Regions from separate parts of the Ovis aries genome. Here region 2 is linked to region 1. The links are chromatin contacts, called in public Hi-C maps. All regions are on one chromosome and are shown on one strand. Each heading gives the region's core, a stretch centred on a gene start, on an enhancer-like site or on the middle of the called end of the contact. The rest is flanking DNA. Distances are from core to core; before and after follow the strand shown.

The links. Hi-C and Micro-C count contacts between places; a contact is called where the count stands out from the background.
Region 2: a contact with region 1 is called in a Hi-C map of tail adipose tissue, with 2.7 times the contacts expected there. The contact joins two enhancer-like sites. A contact is called at or near these places in 4 of 16 Hi-C or Micro-C datasets (hypothalamus, skin fibroblasts and tail adipose tissue).

The regions. Positions count from the first base shown.
Region 1 is chr18:7,397,349-7,404,952 of ARS-UI_Ramb_v3.0, reverse strand. The region is part of intron 2 of IGF1R (insulin like growth factor 1 receptor); the gene reads right to left. Among named protein-coding and RNA genes, the nearest start is that of PGPEP1L, 180 kb to the left of the region's middle. Within about 2 kb of position 2,747, at least 46 of the 54 cell types and tissues checked have an H3K27ac peak or open chromatin away from gene starts, as enhancers often do. A contact at or near this core is called in hypothalamus and tail adipose tissue, where this site is marked.
Region 2 is chr18:7,446,925-7,454,528 of ARS-UI_Ramb_v3.0, reverse strand. IGF1R (insulin like growth factor 1 receptor) reads right to left here. Exons shown (of 21, transcript XM_027957015.2): 6 at 367-581. Among named protein-coding and RNA genes, the nearest start is that of PGPEP1L, 130 kb to the left of the region's middle. Within about 2 kb of position 4,023, at least 24 of the 54 cell types and tissues checked have an H3K27ac peak or open chromatin away from gene starts, as enhancers often do. A contact at or near this core is called in hypothalamus and tail adipose tissue, where this site is marked.

The sequences.
Region 1 (7,604 bases), core at 1,498-3,997:
TAATCCTCACGGCTCCCCCAGGGGACAGGTATTGTCACCTCTCTTCACAGAGGAGGGAAGACAGGCTCAGAGGGTCGGTCATGTGGCCAGGGTGCCAGTGTGTCTGGCTCCGGAGCCCGGGGTGCCATTGTATGACATTATATGACTCAGGCTGGGGGATGCCGTGAAAGTAAAAGACACCCCCGAGGCCCTGGAGGACACAACCCAGGCCAGCGTGGGGGTCCCCAGGTGCTGAGGATGAGGCTCACAGGGGGAGAGGGGGAGAGGCCAGAGCCGCGGGGAGGGGCGGGCTGGAGCCGGCTCTGGAAGCTGGACTGGGTGGGCCTGGGGGGCACCCAGAACTGGGGAGGCTGGTCAGGAGTGGCCGCGGGAGCCGCACCCAGCCAGGGGCGCTGAGGGGTCTGGAGGTGGGTGCGGGGAGGGCTACGGCCAGATCAGCACGAGCTCCGGGCGGGCCCCGGGGAACCTGACCCTGGGGTGGGATTAAAGGTGATTCCAAACCTCCACCGAGGTCGGCAGAGCCGCCAGGGCTCTCCTGCTCTTCCCAGCCCCCGCTCTATCTGAACAGGAGACAGCCGCTTGGCTCCCGACCCGCCTGCCCTGGCGTCCTCCTGCAGGGAAACAGGCTTTGGTTATTCAGACGTGACTTACTGGCACGGAGAGGCTGTTGGCATGGAAAAACGAACAGGCTGACCTGGCCACAAGAGCAGGTGACAGAGAAAGCCAGCAAAAGATGAGCTCAGCGTGCCACTCCGAACCAGGAGGAGGCCCGCGGGAAGGGGCCACGAGAAGGAGGGTTGAGCAGAGGCCAGTTGGGCACCTCCAGGGGCCCCGCAGGGAGGCAGGCACGTTTCCTGGGGAGCTTCCCTAGGCCTCACAAGCCTGCGCGGGGCGTTACTCTCTCCATCTCACCCCGGGGGGACACCGAGGCTTACAAAGGAATGGCCCCCGCGAGCTTAGGAGGGCCAAAGCGGGGGCTCAGAGCGTGACAGCACCCTGCCTGAGACTGCAGTGCCTCTCTGCCTGCCTTCGCCCTGTCTGAAACTTCACACGGTGGGGCGACAATGCCACCCAGAACCTCAGGGGCCCCAAGGCTGGGCGGAACTCTGCCCTGGCCCCTCTCCCAACCCACAGCGCCCTGAGACCCCTCCTCTCAGGAAAATTATCCTCGTTGCGGAGTACAAAGGGACAGCGAGAACAGGGGGAGAGAGACAGGGAAATCCAAATCGGATGGGATGGGTAAGTTGAAATGGGACATGTTTCCTAGGGTTTAAGTGGCCTGGAAGCTGCTCTTGCAAATCATGACGACCACCACGTACCATTCCTTATATTTATATTTGCAGTGTTATCTTCCCCTCCTTTCATTCCCGGTAAGCACCTCACACGCCCCACTGCTGACAAAGTACACAGGCTGCAGGGCTGACATGGCTCGCCCCATGGCTACAGCTCTGCTGTGTTTCTGCAGTTACTATAAACCAAGAAGCAGAGGCTTTCTGTGACTGTGATTCAGGCCCGAAGGAGGCCTAATCACTCAGCAAACCAGAACCTCAAAATCATTTATTTACTGTTGACGGGGCTTCTCACAAAATGTCCCAAAACAAGCTCTCTTTATAGAGCACTCTTCCTTTCTTTTGAAAAGAATCGTTAAGCAAGACTGGATATCATCTGGAACAGCGGCTCCTAAAAAGGTGGCGGGGCGGGGCATTTTTGAACCGAATGCCACATGCTCTTGCTGGATTTTGCCATTCTGCCTGCGTTTTCTGCTCAGAGCCTCTGTAGCGTAACAGAGAAGCTTCAGACACTGAAGCTGCTCCCGGCCGCGCAAACTCCAGTCCGCATCTTCCAGGCAGCCCTGTCACAAATAATTCCTGTCCACTACGCCCCTATCACACTGAATACAACCACATTGTGCAGCTGGAAATGGGAAACCTGATTCAGACCACAGAGGAAGGTACAAAAACATTGAGCTCAACACAATGCTGTCTTTCTTGCGTGTGCTGCTGGTGATGGTATAGCAACAGATCTCAAACCTACTAGTGGGTGAGAGATTCAAGACCCGTTTTGGAAGGAAACGCAGAATTACAAGAGCATTCCAAGCATCCCAAAACAGTCACAACAACAACAACCAAAAACCCACCCAGTCCTTCCAGAGCTGCGCCAGTTTCGTGTGCAGTGTTCCTAACCAAAATCCGTCTAGCCCAAGCACGCAATTTAAAAAGGAAGCACGATCGCCGCAGAAAATGGTGCATGTTGACAAAGCGTGACTTGTCCCACATGGGCAGGAATCAAAGGAAAACCAGCCTGATGGTAACCCAGCCTCCTTTAGTCTGCACGATTAGCCAGAGGGAAAAGAAAGAGGCTGGCATGAGGGCAGGGGGGCGCGGGCAATGGAGGACTGGGGCCAGAAGGCCGCCCATGCCCTGCGAGATTCTGGTAAACAGCAGCCTGTAATGGCCACTGCGAGAAGGAAAACAGCCACGGAGGGAAACGTGTTTACAACTGCGGCGGTGGGCGGGAGGCCGAGCGGAGGGAGGGAGGGATTCCCCGGCTCCGCGCGCCGCTCGCTCGGCTTCGCTGAGGCCCCAGGGCTGGGTTACGCTTCGGCGCCCGCACCCCCGTTTTATTGGAGGGGGGCGCACATCTTGTTTATGGGGAAGGTTACTCCTCCTCCGCTCTGCTGATCGCTGCCTCAACACTCCCGCCGCATCCTTGCGGGATGCGCGCTTGACTGACGGCCGTGCCAGCCAGTCACCGCCCGGGCCCCTGGCTCGGTGGACTTTCCCAGCGAGCCGATTGGGCGGTGGGGAGGGCGGGTCCTCGTGATTGGCGTGCCACTCGGAGTGGAAAGTAGTAAACAACCTCGGTCCACCGCAGCCGGGAGGGCGCGGGATGCCCGCTGCTCCGGTCCTCGTCCCGAGCCCGGGCGGCCCTGAGACAAAAGGAACCCGCGGCGGGAAGACGGCCGAGGGCCCCCCAGAAAAGCAGACACAAGTGGGCGCCCTTTAGATCCCCTGGGCGAGAACTGCTGACTTGCATCCTCCCATCATTTTTGTTCAGTGGAAAACCAAAAAGGTTTTGTTTCCACAATTCTCGCTCTCCTTTTTCTTCCTACAACTTAAAAACTCCCAAAAGGGAACGGGCGAGGGCCGATTCACTTGACTCTCCCTCTTCCCCCTCCCTCCACAGTGTATACTTTTGTCTCTGCAGAAGTGATTTTAAACCCTGGTACTAAAAATTGTTTGCTTACATAATGTGCCCTTCACAGAGGTGAATTAGACGCCTTGTTAGACCTTTTCATCACAAGTTTTTGGAGCTGTGATCTCACTCAGGGCTGACCGTGTTTGGAAACATACATATAAAAAGAAACTGAGATGATGTTGTATTAAGCTCCTTTGACAAGAAATAAACAGTTAACTTGCATTTTCCATAGAGGGGGTAGTTCACCCAGGATATTGCACGCATGCCAAGGTAACTCCTGCTCTACTTTGCCTTGAATCACAATCCACTCCTCCTCCTGTCCTCACCATCCTCCTGGGACCTCAGCAAGAAAATCGGCAGCTTTCAGCATGGAGGTGCTGCTCCCCCAAGCCCGGCAGCTCCTGGGGCTGCTTCCAGGAGGGGCACGATCAACACAGAGGTCTCCAGACACTACCTTCCTGGGAGAGAGAGTCCACAGAGAGGCCTCCGGGAGCTGATGGAGAAGGGAAGGGGGCGGGGGCCTGTGGGGGGAGCTGGACACCAGAGGGATCTCCAGAACACTTGTTTGCCTGCTGACTCTACACTCTCATGGTAAGCCATGTTGCCACCCGTGGCCAGACAGCCAGACTGCTGGAGAGCTTTAAAAATAAAGATACAAAGGGCTCTTGGCAGGACGGAACTTAAGAGTGAACCTGGGGGTCCTCTGTATCACCGCCCCCCCCCCCCCCCCGCACACACACGCCCCCGGCTCCACGGATTGCCAGCCTCTGTTGTCTGCTTGCTCCAAGAGCGCCTCGCCCCCACTGCCTGCTGCGTGGAGTTAGTGCCCTCGTCCTTTCCACCCTAGACCCAGCCCCCAGGTCTGCAGCCTCCTTCCTTCCAACCAACCTCCCTTGGGGCACTCGGTTCCGGTCGCAGGCCCCAGTGCCCTCCATACACACCCTTCACGCCCTTCACTCAGTCTGCGCCTTCTGTGCTATCCCCTGCCAGCCCGGGAGAGGCCGCTGTTCTCCACCGCTTCCCGCCCCTGCCTCCCGCGCCTCTCAGTGCCCCTGATGGCCTGGCCAATACTGCGTGCAGACTAGGATCGCAGCTCTGGCCGCCTGGTGAGACACTGAACTTCCCGAGGGCAAAAGTGGTGTCGGCTTCTGATGTGTACGGAGATGCAGGCCTGCGATAAGCATGCTCTGGACTTGCGCACCTCTGCACACGGTCCTCAGCCTCTCTCCGCCCCCAGCTCACTTAGCGCGTGCTTTCGGAGCTGGCGTCTGGCTGACACGTACTCGTTCAACCCCCGACCCCCAAGGTGGAGGCCCTGGCAGTTCTGTCCCTCTATGGTTCTCTGCACACACGCAGCTGTTCATGCCGTCTCCTCTGCCACTCAGGCCCTTTTCTGTCCTCCTGAGAAGAGGCAAATTCTTTTTCAGCCTAAAAAATGCTCCCTACCTTGCGCAGAACTTTCACCAGCTCCTGCCACCCCTTCCCCCAGAGCATCTCAGAGAGAGAGGCCTCCAGGTATCTGCTCCTCTCTCCGCCTGGCCGGGACACAAGGACAGTCCGACAGCTGGCGTGGTGTACGCAAGAACCAAGAACTGAAAGGCAAATCCACAAAGTGCTTTCCTCCCCACCAGGTGTCCATAGACCGGTCCATTCTGGTCTCCAGACGTGACAGTGCACACACTTTCAAGCTGGCTCCGCCACAGGGTCCTTCCCCAGTGCCTCTCCCTGAAGACCCCGCCTAGTCTGACTGTGGGCGGGCTCCTCCTGCCCTTTCAGCTCTCTTGCTCAGATGCCACTTCCACCCCCACCACGCGCACCTCCTGGCCACTATTACACAGACCTGCTTCATTTTCATCATGAGATTTAACTACCATCCTTCCTATCTGATTACCCACTTGCTGGCTGTATAGTCTGTCTTCTTTTTCATCTGCTGGGTTCACAACCTCATCTCCAGCGGACCTCAAGCCAAAGCAACGGACAGTATAGGAGGCTCCACTCAGCAGCACATTCAGGCAAAGGAAGATGAGTTTTCTGGGAGGATTTGCCTCAGAACCCTCAGTCTGACACTCACGGAACCATACAAGGTAGGGACAGGACTAAGCTCTGGGGCCCCACTTGACCCGAGGAGTCCCCGTCGTCCTGAGAATCCCAGATTCTGCAGCTGGAACCAGGGGTCCCTCTTTGCTCCCTGTGTAACATGTTACATGTATCATCCATTATATAAATTTCCCCAACAAATACAGATTAATGGTGGGGCAGGGGAAATTATTATTGACAAACTTAGCACTTTCAACAATAAAAATTTTTTAAAAGTCTGGCATAGGTAACAACTTTGTAGCTCAGAAATGAAAAAAATATATATATATTAGTATATCAGATACAACATAGAATCTGCCTTCCCATACTTTGCTTACAGTATTTGACAAATATGAATGTTTTTATTTTTGCCTTTCACTCAAGTAAGAGATTGAGAAAAGGCAGAGGAACCAGAGATCAAATAGCCAACATCCATTGGATCAGAGAAAATCAAAAGAATTTCAGAAAAATATCTACTTCTGCTTCATTGACTATGCTAAAGCTTTTGACTGTGTAGATCACAACAAACGAAAATTCTTCAAGAGATGAGAATACCCTTACCTGACTCCTGAGAAACTTATATGCTGGTCAAGAAGCAACAGTGAGAACCAGACATGGAACAACAGACTGGTTCAAAATTGGGAAAGGAGTGCATCAAGGATGTATATTGTCACTCTGCTTATTTAACTTATATGCAGAGTAAACCATATGAAATGCCAAGCTGGATGAAGCACAAGCTGGAATCAAGACTGCCGGGAGAAATATCAATAACCTTAGATACGCAGATGACACCACCCTTATGGCAGCAAACGAAAAAGAACTAAAGAGCCTCTTGATGAAAGTGAAAGAGGAGAGTGAAAAAGCTGGCTTAAAACTCAACATTCAGAAAACTAAGATCATGGCATCTGGTCCCATCACTTCATGGCAGATAGATGGGAAACAATGCAATCAGTGTGATAGACTTTATTTTTTTGGGCTCCAAAATCATTGCAGATGGTAATTGCAGCCATGAAATTAAAAGACGCTTGCTTCTTGGAAGAAAAGCTATGACAAATCTAGACAGTCTATTACAAAGCAGAGACATTACTTTGCCGACAAAGGTCCATATAGTCAATGCTGTGGTTTTTCCAGTAGTCATGTATGGATGTGAGTGCTGGACCACAAAGAAGGTTGAGTGCCACAGAATTGATGACTTTGAGCTGTGGTGTTGGAGAAGACTCCTGAGAGTCCCTTGGACTACAAGGAGATCCAACCAGTCCATTCTAAAGGAGATCAGTCCTGGGTGTTCTTTGGAAGGAATGATGCTAAAGCTGAAACTCCAATACTTTGGCCACCTCATACAAAGAGTTGACTCATTGGAAAAGACTCTGTTGCTGGGAGGGGTTGGGGGCAAGAGGAGAAGGGGACGACAGAGGATGAGATGGCTGGATGGCATCACCGACTCAATGGACATGAGTTTGGGTGAGCTCCAGGAGTTGGTGATGGACAGGGAGGCCTGGCATGCTGCGATTCATGGGGTCGCAGAGAGTTGGACACGACTGAGCAACTGAACTGAGCTGAACTCCTGCATTGCAGGCAGATTCTTTACTGTCTGAGCTACCAGGGAAAACCTTTATTACCTATTACATCGTGGATGGATATTTGAGTTATTTTCCATCTATTGCTATTCCAAACAGTTGAATAACTTTGCACAATAGTCACTTTGCATGTGTGTAAGTATGTATGGGGTAAATGCCCCTCCCAAAGTTGCTGAGTCAAAGGGTACATGTATTTATAACAAGAGATACTGCCCAGTTCCCCTCCACAGAGACAGTACCATTTTGCAGTCCTCCCAGCAACTTGGGGCTGTTTTCCTGCAGGTTTGCCAACAATGTGTGTTATCAAACATTTTGAATTTTTTCCAATATGAGGTAAAAAAAAAAATGATATCTCTGTGTTGTTTTAATTTCCATTTTTTATGAGTGAGATTAAAACTTTTTTTTTCCATTGCTTAATAGTTACGTGTATTTCCTTTTCTATGAATTATCCATTCAATATTTCACCCCAAATCCTTTGGAATTGTTAGTCTTTTCCTTATCAATTTCCAACATTTCTGTTTTTTTCTTTTCTTTGTTTTAACCAACACAATTAGCTGTCTGTCTCAGATAGAAGTTGCATATATTTTTCCCAGTTTAGGCTTTGCTTATAGTTTTTGGCTATGCAGAAGTTTTTATGTTTTTGTTTTTATTTTTAATAATGTATTCAGTCCTTATGAATGCTTTCTTTTCTGCCTTCTTGTATTTTGTGTTGAAACCAAAAAGGCCTTACCCACTTCAGGGTTGTAACGGAAT
Region 2 (7,604 bases), core at 2,774-5,273, 48 kb before region 1:
ATGGCCACAGGGGCTGCAGCTGAGCCTCCCTGCCCTCAGACCTCCCCTCCACCCCGGAGACTCAGGGCTAGGCTCACTCCCTCCCAGGGCTGGAGAGGACCAGCTCTCCCCTGGAAAACAATCCAACAGTCTGCCTGAGCATTAAAGATGCTTAACTCTGTGTATTCTGTAAGCCCCTCTTTAAAATCTAAGCGAAAAGCCATTTATAAACGTTTATACACAGATAGATGCTACTGAAAATTTACTAATACGAATCTGCCTCACTACTGCCTTTGAAGATGTCCAGGTGTCGGTTTAAGAGGCCTGCGTGAAGTGAGGAGGGGCCACGAACAGAAGCCACCGCGCAGTGTGGGAGGTCGCACTCACAGGAGGCTCTCTCCCCGTTGTTCCTGGTGTTTATGTCGCCTTTGCTCTGGCGCCCCTTAGTCCCCGTCACTTCCTCCATGCGGTAAATCTCCGAGACACACAGCTTGGGATTGAACGCGAAGTACATTTTCCCAGCTTTGATGGTCAGGTTGCGGTGGTCCCAGTCCCACAGCTGCTGCAGGTTCTGGTTGTCAAGGACGTAGAAGGAGTAGTTCCTGGAAGCAGAGAGATCAGCCTCAGACCCGTACCCTTTGCCTCCTCCAGCCGCCCTGCTCTGGGACTCTTCACCACCTGGCTCCAGAAAACAGCGCCTCTGCCGATCAGACATGGAATTAACAGTATCTAAGCAGGAAGAGTCCCTGTTAACAATGGCAACAATATGATTCAAGGATAATGTCAAAACAGATAAAACACTAATTTGATAACCCCGATTAGGCTTCTCAGACTAGAGGCTGCTACTCAAATCATTCTCTAGAAACGCCTCTGGTTATTTCTCTCAAGCAGAGTATGTACAACGCACTTGAAATCAGTCCGCGGGAGAACAGATATGCTCTGTTACTCAACCGGAACAGCTTACATATTTGCTGTAGAAAGCCTGCCATTATCCTCGGGGTTAAATCCTATCCCATCCCCTCCGTGCAGCTCAGCGGGGAGGAGAGGAAACGTCAGTGCCTCCTCCAGATGCAGCCCACCCTGAAAAGTCTCCACTTTGGTCACTGGAGAAGGTGGGGGAGAAGAAATGGCCCCTGAAGGGCAACTCCCCAGGCCACCCATCCAGGCGACAGCAACTCAGTGTCCAGCAAGTTCAGGGCACCAAACCTGATTTTCAGAGGGCTGGGGGCTGGGGGCTGGGGGCTGGGCCCCACCCTGGGGTTTTCTCCTGAGCAGGCCTAGGGGGTTGAGGATCTGCATTTTTAACCAGAGCTCAGGGGATGATAACGCTGTACGTGCTGGGGTCACACCTGGAGAGGCACTGGTCTAACAGATGCGCTACATGCCCAGCGCATACTGTACTGAGCTGAGCACCATGAGGGGCGGGGGCTCCAAAGCTGACCAGGCTAGACGTCCATCCGGGTGGGTGGACCCAGAAGCAGCAGACACGGCTGCCTCTGAAGGCGAGGCGGGGGGACAGCCAGCCTGGGCAGCCGCTAGCCTGGGTCTCCCTAGAAACCATCCCCGCCCCCACCACCTCGGGGCAGCAGGCGAGCGGACAGCTCCAGCCCGGGGTCTGCACGCCTCTGCACACCAGGCGGGCAGGGTCCTGGCACCGACCGGTCTGCTCCCCGGAGACCTCAGGCCCCTCCCCTGCCTGCCCCCGCCCCAGCCTGTTTCCTTCTGGGGTTTGCTCCAGCGCCCTCTACAAAACTGAGTCTAGGCACTGGTGCCACCTGGTGTGTGGTTTCCAAGACCCACTCAGGGATCCAACACACAGAGCAGAGAAGAACCCCGGCCCCCGTTCCCAGGGCAGGACGGACCAGGCGGAAGCCCAGAGCGCTTCTCTGCCCTGGGGCGGGGTGCGCTGGGCACCTCCTGGCGCCCGGTGAGGTTTGGACCTCGACCCGCCAGTCAGCCCACAGGCTAAGCTAAGCGGAAGCCCGGGTCCCGCCCACACGTCTCCCCGTCTCCCCCGGAGTTCCCGGGGCATTCCGAGACGGGGTCCAGGACGAGCAGTGCGGTCCATGAGCTGCGCGCACGCACGCAGGTCCTCAGCTCTTTCTGCAGTTCCATCCGTCACTCACGGGTCAGCAGGCGGAGGAACGGCGTCACCCGAGCGCCCTGCGGGCCTGCCGCGCCCAGGGGGCACCTGCCCCAGCCTGAGGCCCAGCCCCGCAGGAGCCCTGGGCTGCACCCCGCGGGGCCGGGGTGGATGAGGGGCACAGGGAGCCCGCGGGCCCAAAGGCGGCAGCTCGGGGCCAAGAGGGGCTCCTTTCAGACCCACCTGAGGCCTCAGATACATCCAGGGCCACCCAGTCAGGCGGCAGAAATGGTCAGGCCAACAAATCCTTTTCTTCCAGCGAGAGCTTGCTCCCCAACATAGGAATATGCTGGAAAATGGATGTGAAATATTGTCCAAAGGAACCGAGGCTCAGGCTAGGCAACACAAGGCCACGTGTGCGGGCGGGTGTTCCCCATGCCCCTCCTCCCTGTGTCTGATCCTCCCTTGCCAGGCTGCTGGGGCCGCTGCCTGGAGGAGGGGTGTCCGCAGGTGGAGTCGGATGCCTGCCATTACGGGCCGTCGGGCTAGTCCCAGCTCTGAAGGATGCTCTGAGGTGTCAACACAAACCCTGTGGGTCTGGCGGCTCCCAGGCGCCCAGGTCGGAACCGCTAGGGACAAAATCTCCTTGTTGGTGCAGAAACCTCTGAGCCGGGAGTAAAGGCCAATTACCCAGGTCAAACTTCTGACTCAACCTAAGATGAGGCTTTTATTTTAGTAAACTAATTTCACTAGCAGGGAACATAACCCGACCGAAAATACCTTCTGAACAAAACATCTTCTCCCCAGGGGAGGGAGCATGAATTATAAATCAGGAATTTGACAAATGAATGGCAGGCACACTGAAATTCTGTGTATGTGATTAATCACTTTGAAAAGCGAGATTATCTTTCTACAGTAAACATAAACATTTTTTAACAACACTGAGAAGGCCTGGAGCCAGGATACCAATATCAATAAAACCCGGTCGTTATGGAGCTGGAGTAAGCGACAGAAAATAAAAATAAAACCCTCCTCACAATAATAACCAAGCCATTCACGAGCTGCCCGTCAATACTGTTCTTGTTTTCCCAGCCACAGCTGGCGCCCCACTGCCCTCACATTCCTGCCAAGATCAGGTGAGGATTAAGAGGTAGGAAAAGGCAGAAACTTGTCTGCACATCTTCAACACTCACATAAACACACTTAGATTTTATTGTTTCCTAAAGGAACTGGCTGTTTAACTCAATTGTTCCATAAATGTGATTTCCTAATTGTTTCTAAGATGACTGCCTTCACATTCAAAATGTATTTTTAAAAACTATCTGGTTATTTTTCTGTCCCTTACGCAGACTCCGTGGTGCCTGGATTTTATCTGTGTTAGTGTCCTGTCCTTAGCTCTTCTTAATCGTTGCAAAAAATGTTTGTTCCTATGCTTGGAGGGGGGGCCCCCATGGGAGGTTATCTCCTTGAAGACATCCACATATTACCTGCATCAACATTCTACATGCCCAGCGCATACTGTACGCCTGTTTTCTGTATGGCCCCAGTCTCAGGGCTCTCTTTCCTCTGAGTTGTCACCACCACCACCTCCCCGCCTGCTCAGATGAAGGGCAGGAAGGACCAGGAAGCAGAGGAAGGTACAGCGCTGGGGATTCTCCTCGTACTTAGAAGACAACGCCAGGTCCAGGGCTGGAGCGTCATCTCCAGTCTTACTAGGCAGCAACTCTAGGCAAAGCATTTCTTCAGCTTCTCCCCAGCTGGGACAGATGGGGCTGGGGGGAGGGCGGGGCAGGAATGAACACTCTCCCCGTTTCCAAACTTCACTGACAGACTGGAAAAAAGCAATCACCATTCCCTTTATTTCTCAGAGAAAAAAACCGCAGCCTCTTCCCTGCGGTCTCTAGGGGGCATCAGAACCCAGCACATGGAGGCTGTCTCCAGCACTCCGCAGCCGATGGAGGGCTTGGTCTTTGCACAGAGGCTGCCTCTAATCCGTCGTTTGCAACAGACTGCTTTCGACTACGTCCAAATCTCCTCCGAAGTTCAATATTTACACCAGCCTCAGGGGTTCAGCAAGGGTAGGAATTTATATTCACGTGTCTCTAGAACCAAACAGATACTCTAAAAATGTTTCCTCTTTGAGTGTTTTAAAAACAGCTTTACTGAGGTATAATTTATCTACCCAAAAAATCCAGTCATTGTAAGCTTTTACAGTTCCGGAGCTCAGTAAACTCACACAGGGGTGCAGCCATCCCCACGAGGCAGTGTCGGAGCCTCTCCACCCCTCCTCGCTCTCAGCACTTCCAAAGCTCTTCGTTCCCAGTGGTGCTCAACCTCTGATTCCACCCCCAGCCCTTCACGGCTTTCTGTCTCCACAGTTTTCCCTTTTCCAGAAATCACCCATTAATGGAATCTACAACGTGGAGTCTCTCGTGTCTGGCTTTTTTTCACTGAACCTGATGTTTCTGAGGTTCACTCCTGTTGTGACACTATTGTTGGGCAGGAGCCCATTGCGCCACGTTTTATTTATCCACTCATCTGCTGATGGACATTTGGACTGCTTCCAGTGGGGCTTTTATTTGCTGTGGGGCGAGGGGGGATGGTATCATGAATAATACGCCTATGAGTCTTGTGGGGGCATGTTTTCGTTTCTCTTGGGTAGATACTGGGGTAGATCCTGGAACTGCTGAGTCACACGACTGAGTGTACATTTTTTGGAAGTGCCAAAGACGTGTTAAAGTACAGCCATGTTGCAACCTAATCTTAGAGTTGCAAGAAGATAGGACAAAGCACAGAGCGTTGCAAAGCCGAGTGGTAGAGACTTGAGTAGAGACGCCTGACTGCATCCAAGACTCCGATCCTTATAACCCACCACCTCCGTCTAACTCTTATTCTTTTCAGGGCGACTATCCTAGGTGGCACCAACAAATCTGAGATTTTAACTCATTTATCTGATGCTATCACAAAACAGGGTTGTTCAAAATTTTTTCAGATAACAGAAATATCTTCTTTTTCAAGGGCTTACAAATTAGCCATTTCATAGAAATCTTGTACATGTGTATTCCAAAATTCACTTCCTTCCAAAACAGCAGAACTTTGGTCTTCATGTCTAAGGCTCCAGAAACACACCACCTTACACAGAGTGATGTCCTCAAGGAAGTGCTGGCCACCTGAATTCTGCTGGCTTAACTTTAGACTGCCTATGTTGTCTGGCCCCTTTATCCAGAGACAAGCAGCCCTGCCACCTGTTCCCATGTGATTTTGCCGTGTCCATCACGGTCCTGGACGTCAGATTCTAGAATCAGCTCACTCTGAGTGAGGAATAAGAGGTCTACTCCAGGTAACGCTCTTGAATTTCACATTCTGGACTTGACTTTGTAGTCTGGGCTACTCAGGAGACATTTGGGGACAGGTCTCAGTTGCAGTTTGGAAAGCAAAGGGTGAGACATAAAAAGGATGTATGTACTACCAATCTGTCTGTCCAGCATCAAAACAAAAGGCTGTAAAACTTTCTTCCCAGTGGACCAAGTGGAAGCACTTATTTGGTCATGAGAGGTATAAGAAAAATCATACTTTAAGACAACAGTGGGACAAGAAAATATCTAGGCAAAAAATCAAAGTTTGGGGACATGCTTATGAGAAGAAGAAATAAAGGGGTAAAGCAGCGGTTTCCAATTTGGCCACACACTGAAATTACCTGGCAATCTTTAGAAAAGCACTGATGCTTGGATCCCACCCTTAAAGGTTCTGAATGAATTGGGATGGACTACAGCTTGCACATCAGGATTCCTTAAAAGCCCCTGATGACTCTTATATATTGCAAAGTGTGGGAACCCCTGGGGTAAAAGTCATCCTGGCTTACAGCAAAAGCACATGGAAGTGAAAGGTTCTACTAACACTCGGGTAACTCAAACGTCCTGAGTAGGCTCCACTGCCTATCCAAATTAGAACCTCCACACCTGGATGCATAGCAGCTTACGTAATCCTAATGCCACCTACCTCTCCAGCATTTTTTGCCAAACAGGTCCCAGGACGCCCCAGCTCGTTGCCTCTGCTGCTGCTGGCCTGAAACGCCTTTCTTCACCCTCTGCTCTCTGAGCGTTTCCGGAAACCCCCCAAGGCCGTCTCCAAAGCCACCTCTTCTCAGAAGCCTGTCTGATCTTTCTTCATCAGAAATCGGACTCTTTGTGATGCCCATGGCATGCTCCTTTTCTTTCCCTGTGGCTCTCTGCAAAGTTCACTCAGCACTGCTGGCATTCATTGACTCTTCCTTTCCCTTCTTTTTTAAGGTTTGAGTGGAAGATTGGCTCTTTTTAAAGTTTACTGTGCATTCTTTGTAGTTTTAGGTGTACATATAGTGATTCATAGTTTTTACGGTTCACTTTTTTGGCCACACCACGTGGCTTGTGGGATCTTAATTCCGTGACCAGGGATCAAAACTGCATCCCCTGTATTCCTAACCACTGGACCACCATGGAAATCCCCACAGTTTTTACAGGTTATAGTCCATTTGTAGTTATTCTAAAAGATCAGCTATGTTCTCTGTGTTGTACATTTTATTCCTGTAGCTCATTTTATACGTAATAGTTTGTACCTCCTAATCGCCTATCCTTATACTCCCCACCCCTTTCCCCCTCCCCTGCTGGTAACCCCGCATTTGTTCTCTGTATCTGTGTGACTCTTCCTATAGGAGTGAGAGGAGCAGGTGAAGAGGCTGGACCTAACCTCCTTCCTAAGTCTGAGGAGGAGAAATACAGAATTGAGTTGCTACTGGTCACACCCGATCCAAAGCCAGACGCAGGGGCACTCATCACAAGCAAGGTTCCCCAGACCATTTTGGTCATGGGTGAGGAAGGCAGTCAAAGGAACACAGCTCTTGTGAAGAGAAGCTCGGTTCCCAAGTGCTCCAGCTAGAGAGAGAGGCCCCCAGCAACGGCAGGAAGAAATCCACGGCTGGACGCTCAGTCTCCTCAGGGCTACCAGGGCTACTGACGATCAGCAGGCTCACCACTGCCATCCCCTGACAAATAAAGTACGAAGATCAAGCGAGGCCTGAAGCTTCGCTGAGCCTGGAAGTGGCCCACACACCTAAAAGATGATATGCATCTATCTGTAAGAAGACCCCACTGGGGCTTCAGGCTACACACAAGATTCAGATAATAAGAAATACGTCATAAATATTTTTGCAAATAAAAATCACACTTTAATTTCAGCTACACTTGAGTGCCTAATACTTTTAGTTAACACACAACTGACAGGTAATCATGTCATGTAATAATTCCTAATAAAAATTAATTGAACTCTCCTGCTAGCTCTCCCCTCTATCTATATCACTTGCTCAACCTGGGGGAAAAAGTGTATCCTCAAGCAGAAGGAAAACTTGCAGGGATCAATAGGCTAAAGAAAAGGTGCTTACCACCACCACAGTTTTCAGAAAAACCTACTTGGAGGTAAAGGAAAATAGCTGTGCTAAAATCCATTTTAAAATTTACTACAACCAACAATAACCATCACCTCAAACTGGCAGAGCCTCGGCTTGCCA